Linked DNA regions of Mus musculus: region 1 is linked to region 2. A link is a contact called in public Hi-C data. All regions are on one chromosome and are shown on one strand. The core of a region is the stretch at or near the end of the contact, and the rest is flanking DNA. Distances in the headings are between cores, read along the strand shown. Region 1 holds the start of Selenov (selenoprotein V). Region 2 has its middle 22 kb from the start of Ifnl2.

Region 1 (3,422 bases), core at 614-3,113, 200 kb before region 2:
AGCAACAGAGGCAATAAGGGCACAGTCCTGACCTGTGCTACTCCACCCAGGTCACTGCATGAGCCTGAGGCAGCATCTGAGAGCTGCACTCAGCTCCAGAGCCTCTGTGCTCATTCACCAGCTGCCCCACTCCATCCCCCGTCCCCTCCCCCACCCACTCCCCTTCATTCAGCAGCCTCCTTCCTCTTCTCTGAGAAGTGGCCGCTCAAGGGTCACCATGGAGTGAGACCATCCCGACCACCCAGCTCAGCTCTGAGGTGGACAGCCTCTCCTCCTTCCTCAGGAAGTACCTCTCTGCTCACAGTTCTGCAGGCTGGCATGGGGTGTGCATGGCCTGGCCTGCTAGGGAAGTGCTCAGGGCCCTCAGAGTGAAGCGCAGCAAAGAATGGGAACGGATTCCCAGTCATAAGAATCAACCGTGAATGCATGGATGGATGAATGAATGAATGAATGAATGAGAATACAGTTTAGACCCATCCATCATGTAAATGTTGAATGGATGAAGGTGGATGAAGCTTCTCGCTTCTACCAATAGAATGAATGAATGTATGAATAAGAGTGAATGCATGCATGAAGTTAAGAGACAGGAATCAAGCAGCTAAACGAATGATTCTGACTGCCAGGTGGGAAACGCCCATCAATGAATGAATAAAAGCGAATGACAGCAGTCATGTTACTCATACAAACGTTTGAAGGAAGAGAGGCGTGAATAAAGCCTTAAGTCAATAAACATGCAAATGAGTGAGGAAAGATCAAAGACAGAAATCACAGGGGTTCGTGGGAGTGAATGAAAGAAGCCAGGGTGGGAAACCGATCTCAAAGGGACAGACAAGTGGTGGTCAGAACTCTGTGGATCTGCCTCCCTACCTAGCGCGCCCACCTGGGCCTGCACACACACACACACACACACACACACACACACACACACACACACACGCCCAGAGCTCCAGCATCTGCCGGCTCGGCTCCCGTTCTTTCGCGGGTAGGGGGAGCCCCTCACCAGTACATCACACGGATCAAGATTCTGTTGGGCGTTGGGACGTCCTCGCTGGTGGATGGGATCTCCTTAGTGGAACCGAAGCTGGGTGCTGGGGAAATCGTGGAGAGCTTACCCAGACCAGGGGTTTCCTTCAGCGGGGAGGCCAAGAACTCTAGTGTAGGGTTGGGGCCCGGAATGGGGCCCAATGTACTGGAGGCCATGGCAGTAGAAGCCAAGGAGTCTATGGGAGAGGCGGTGTCCGGTATGGAGCCTTGTGTCTTGGAGGACGAGGGAGTGAGCACTGGAAGGGGCCCCTGGATGGCCTCCGCTAGGCTGTGGATCGAGGGTTTCTGATTTTGAGCGAGTGTGGGATCCTTCAAGAGAGCGCTAGCAGCCCTGGAAGAAAGGGGCTGTGCCGTGGGCGAGGCCAAGCTCGGGAAGAACCTGCCTGGAGAGATCTTAGGAAAGACCCGACCTAGATTCGGGGCCCGGACTGGTGCTGGAGTCCGCACCGGTGCTGCATGCCGGACTGGAGCTGGAGTTGGGGCTGGGGTTAGGGTTGGGGCAGGGACTGGGGCTGGAGTTGGGAACCGGATTGGAACAGGGTTAGGGACTTGGGCAGGAGCCCGGACCCGGATGGAAGTTCGGACTGGAGTCGAGTTGTGCGCTGGGTTCGGGGCCCTGACTGGGGTCGCGGTTCGGATGGGAGCGGGTGTCCGGGCCGGGGTGTTTGCCCGGACTGAGGAGGGAGCGGGGACCCGCGCCTTGTTATTCATGGGGACCAGGTGAGACCCGGGTACCCCAGGCTAAGCGTCCCGCCTCGCCCTGCTTCCTTGAGCGAGGAGAGCTTTCGCACCCGAGGATTCTAAAAACCGAAGCAACCACGAGCAGGCACTGTTACACCGGGTTCCAGTCAGGCGGAGATTCCAAGCTCTGCGCCAGGGAGGCGCTGCTGTCTTCAGATCTCACCGAATAGACACCGCCCCTGTCCCTATCCCCACCCAGCAGGAGCCAACTCTGCCTAGAGCTTCCCATTGCCACCCTGACACTCATGCGTTTAGCTGGTTGAGTTCATTAAGCGCCCTCCTAGCGCTGGGGATTCCGGGGACAATGCATCTCTGCCCTCCTTGCTTCCTGCCCATGATAGGAGGTCACACCCAGTATGAGAGTGACAGCCTAAAACCGTCAGTGCAGTGGAGAATACCAGCACCCATATAATTCAGAAAGGAGGCACCTCTCTGCAGGATACGAGGTCCGGAGAAAAATAGCGACAACCCACACAAATAATCCAATTTACTCCCGGGGAGTGGTCAAAGTGAGACTCTGTCTTCTTCATGCTGTATCCCCAGCTCCTAGAACAAGACCTGGATCAACCAATCCTGTGGAACCCGAGTTAGGGAGATAAAGTGGAAGCTGGCACCAGGAAAGGGGACAAGTTTGAGAAGTGGAGTATAGGCAAAAGGCAGAGGTGACAAGGATTGGAGCCAGGGACAGTGACCATGTAAGGCCGACTAGACTTCATTCTGAGGCTCACAGAAGGATGACTTAACAGGGGTTGTGGCTCAGTTAATAGAGTTTTCATAGCATTCACAAAGCCCTGGGTCCAAGTCCCCCGTGCCACACAAACCAGTTATGTTGACTCAGGATTGTAGCTCCAGCACTCAGGAGGCAAGTGGATCAAAAGTTTAAAATCACTCTCAAGTAAAAAAAAAAAAACAAAAACAAAACAAAAAAAAAAAAACAAAACCAACCAACACCCCCCCCCCCAAAAAAAAACCCTCAGGATGCACATAACCCTGTTGATGTCTCAAGAGATGTCAGCCTCTGCCTGTGGCTTTGGGGCAGTATTTCTAAGCCAGGGAATATCCTTCTGGAAGGGGGGTGGGGCATACATAGACCAGCCAATCCACAATAACGTGGATAGTGATGACAGCCTGGGGCCACATTGTGTCAGTTCTGCCCCAGGAGGGCTATTAACTTTATCTGCCTGACCAAGACCTCATGAAGACTCTAGGCCCCAGAATGCAATGTACATTTCGTGACCATTAACGTGCTGTGTTGCCAGACGTCAGTGCAGTGGGTGCTTCCACAGGAAGAACACACAGATGTTTGGACTAGGAATTGACCTGGACCCTGGCACATCCCCTTCTCTAGTTGGCTGGGTTTTAAACGTATTTTTTGTTTTGTTTTGCTTTCTGTTATCTTTGAGAAAGACACACAGCTATATAGCTTAGGCTAGCCTTAAACTTACAATCCTCCTGCCTCAGCCTTTTTTCCCCCCCTTTCTGAGACAGGGTCCCATTATGGATCCTTGACTATCCTGAAACTCGCTCTGACAAGGCTTGTCTTGAACTCACAGACAACCACTGCTCCTGCCTCCCAAGAGCTGGGGTTAAAGGCATGTGCCATCGTGCCAGAATCTCTTGGCTAATTTTAATTATAT
Region 2 (3,231 bases), core at 622-3,121:
CCTGCTGTTCCCTGTCTTTCAAAGATTGTGTGTGTGTGTGTGTGTGTGTGTGTTTGAGAGAGAGAGAGAGAGAGAGAGCAAGTAAGTGCAGGGGCAGGAGCAGGAGCAGGCACAGAGATCAGAAAACTATGGTAGTCAGTTCTCTCTTTCTACAATGTGGGTTCCCAGATTTGAACTTAGATTGTCAGGCTTGGTATCAGTTGCTGGCTTTTCTCTTCCTTCCTTCCTTCCTTCCTTCCTTCCTTCCTTCCTTCCTTCCTTCTTTCCTTCCTTCCCTCCTTCTTTCTTTCCTTCCTTTCTTCCTTCCTCCCTCTCTTCCTTCCTTCTTCCCTGCCTCCCTCCCTTCCTTCTTTTCTTTCTAAAAAGGATTTATTTTACATGTATGAATATTTTGCCTACATGCACATATATGTGTACCTTGTGCATACCTAGTACCGGGGATCCTCTGGAACTGGAGTTATCAACAGTTGTGAGCTACCATGTGGGTGCTGGGAATTGAGCATGAGTCCTCTGGAAGAGAAGCCAGTGCTCTTACTCACTGAGCCATCTCCCCAGCCCCTTTCCTTTTCCTGTATTTTACTTTGAGACAGGCTATGTTCCCTAGGCTGTCATCAAACTCCTGAGCTCAAGCAATCTTCCTGCCCCACTTCCTGAGTGGCTGGGGCTGCAGATTCATGCCACTGTGCCCAACAAGAGACTTTCCTGACTCTCACCAAATGATGCTGTTGGTCTGTGCATGACCTTTTGGGGGAGGAAGGATTTTTCCTTTAGGAACTCTTTTTAGTTAGTATATAGAATAATGGGTTTTATTATTACATCATTATGTGTATCATTTTTTCCTATTATTATTATTTTTTTTTGAGATGGGGTTTCTGTGTGTAGCCCTGGCTGTCCTGGAACTTACTCTGTAGATCAGACTCTGGTCTCGAACTCAGAGATCCACTTGCCTCTGCCTCCCAAATGCTGGGATTAAAGGCATGTGCCACCACCCCTTGGCTTCTCTTATTACTTTTTTTTAAGACGTTCTTTTTAACTTGTAAAAAGGATTTATTTATTTTTATTTTACGCAGGTGGGTGTTTTACCTGCATGTGTGTCTGTGTGCTACATGTGTGCCGTGCCCTGGGAGGTCAGAAGACCTGTGACATCCGGAACTGGAGTTACTGTGGGCACTGTCCTGTGGGTGCTGAACACTGAACTTAGATCCCCTGGAAGAGCAGGAAGTGTCCTTAACTGCTGAGCCATCTCTCCATCCTCTTACTTTTTATTTTTAGCTATGTGTATGCGTGTGTCTGTGTGGTTGTCTTTGAACATGTATGTAGGTGTTCAGAGCAGCCAGAGAGGGCGTTACTCTCTTGGAGCTACAGTCACAGGTGTTTATGACTTTCTTTGCTCCCCTCCCTTCAGGACTCCCCACTTTTCTCTTTTCTATTCCAAATAATTATGCTTTTATGGCTTTCCTACGTACACTGCTAAATGTAGATCCTGCACAGGAGAGGAAAATCGTGATATTTGCCTTTGTGAGTCTGGTGTATTTCGTTTGACAGGAGACTTTCCAGTCGCATCCATTTTTCCAGCAAATGGCCCAGGTTCATCCTTCCTGAACAGTAACGTGAGTTTTAACCATTCCCTCTCCGCGGTGCAGCGATTCTCACTGCCTGGGTCGCCTGGGATCTTGTCCCACATGCATACTCTCTGATGAGCTCCAGAGTCAGTAGTTCTGGGGTCCGGTCCCCCAGTCCGTGCTCCAGGCATGCCTCCAGCCCATTCCGGGTTTCTGGAGAGTTTGGACTTGGCGATGGAGGAAGGCGGCTGCACCAGTCACGGCTCTGGGACGTCGCCCAGGTGTTCTTAGTCTAAGAGTTCCCCAGGGAACTGCCCGAGACTATTCTGCTGATGTAATTGCAGGGCAGGGTGAGGAGGGGAGGAGGCGGGGTGGAGAGATACCTGGTGGGTGGGGCCAGAGGATGACGGACAGAAGACTTGGTCGCAAAGAGAAACCCAGGAGCTTGGAATCCTGACTGGAAAATCCTCAGAACCTAGAGGATGGTGGGAGGAGAGGAAGTTGCCCTGACTCACCCCGAATTCTAGCGATGGCGAAGGCACACAGCAAGGAGGGAGATGTTTTTAAAGAAATTGGGGCACGGAGGAGGCCTTTCTTGGAATCTTAGGGGACACATGTAGGAGTTTTGGGGGGGTGCCAGAAGAAAGATGATGGGTTTGGATGACTTGTGCCACACCCCGTAATAAATAATGAGAGTCACTATGCTCCATGAAATGTTCCAGAAGCCGTTTTCTTTTTATTACCCGCCCCCTTAGGCTTTTTTTTTTTCTTTTTTCTTTTTCTTTTTCTTTTTTTTGAGACAGGGTCTCACAGGCTGGAACTCTCAAGCTGGCCTGGAACTCACAGAGATCCTCCTGCCTTTGTCTGAAGGTTAGGATTAACGGCCTATGACACTAACAGGCTCCCCTGCCCCCCCCCCCACTTTTATACAGGCTGGCCTTGAACTCTCTATGCACTCAAGGGTGACCTTAAACTCTCGATCCTTGGACCTCCACTTCTAGAGTGCTGGAATTGCAGGCATGAGCCACTTCACCCCCTCAAACCTAGGGCTTCCTGCATGCTAAGCAAGCACTCTATCCACTTCAGCCAAATCTTCAGCCTCTATAAGCATTTTATGCCTATGATTATGCAGACTCCTCAAGATAACCCGATACAGTGCTGTCTGTGTTGAAATGTCAGTGTAAACAGCAAGCCATCCTTACAGCTCCTACATACACACAAACACAGATCCACACCACACAGACACACAGGTACATACATAGACAGACAGACAGACAGACAGACACACACACACACACACACACACACTGGCATTCTGAGTTAGGATCTCATATAGCCTAGACTAGCCTCAAATCCACCATGTAGCTGAGGAGGACCTTGAACTCCTAGTATTCCTGCCTCCAATTTCCAAATGCTTGCCGGGTAATTCAGGCACTCCCACCATGCCCTGCTTAGAGTTTGTTTGAGACAGGGTTTTTCCTTGGGTATCATAGAACGCCTGATCCTCCTGCTTCACCCTCTTAATCTCTGGGATTACAGAGGTTCAGCATCACTGCAGAGACACCCCCCCCCCACACACACACACAACCTGATCTGTTGTGATGTGTGTGATTGAGTGCCCTGAGGTCACATGACTCTACAGAACTCCTTCACATTGGTTGAGTTGAGG

What was found. Hi-C and Micro-C count contacts between places; a contact is called where the count stands out from the background.
Region 1: a Hi-C map of embryonic stem cells shows a contact between it and region 2, with 3 times the contacts expected there. The contact joins the promoter of Selenov here to the enhancer-like site in region 2. A contact is called at or near these places in 1 of 484 Hi-C or Micro-C datasets (embryonic stem cells) and 3 of 9 other capture datasets (adipose tissue, liver and pancreatic islet).

What each region holds. Positions count from the first base shown.
Region 1 is chr7:28,289,323-28,292,744 of GRCm38.p6, forward strand. Selenov (selenoprotein V) reads right to left here and starts at 1,864. Exons shown (of 6, transcript NM_175033.4): 1 at 1,001-1,864. The coding sequence starts at 1,755.
Region 2 is chr7:28,486,315-28,489,545 of GRCm38.p6, forward strand. No RefSeq gene overlaps it. Among named protein-coding and RNA genes, the nearest start is that of Ifnl2, 22 kb to the right of the region's middle. Within about 2 kb of position 1,872, at least 43 of the 459 cell types and tissues checked have an H3K27ac peak or open chromatin away from gene starts, as enhancers often do. A contact at or near this core is called in embryonic stem cells, where this site is marked.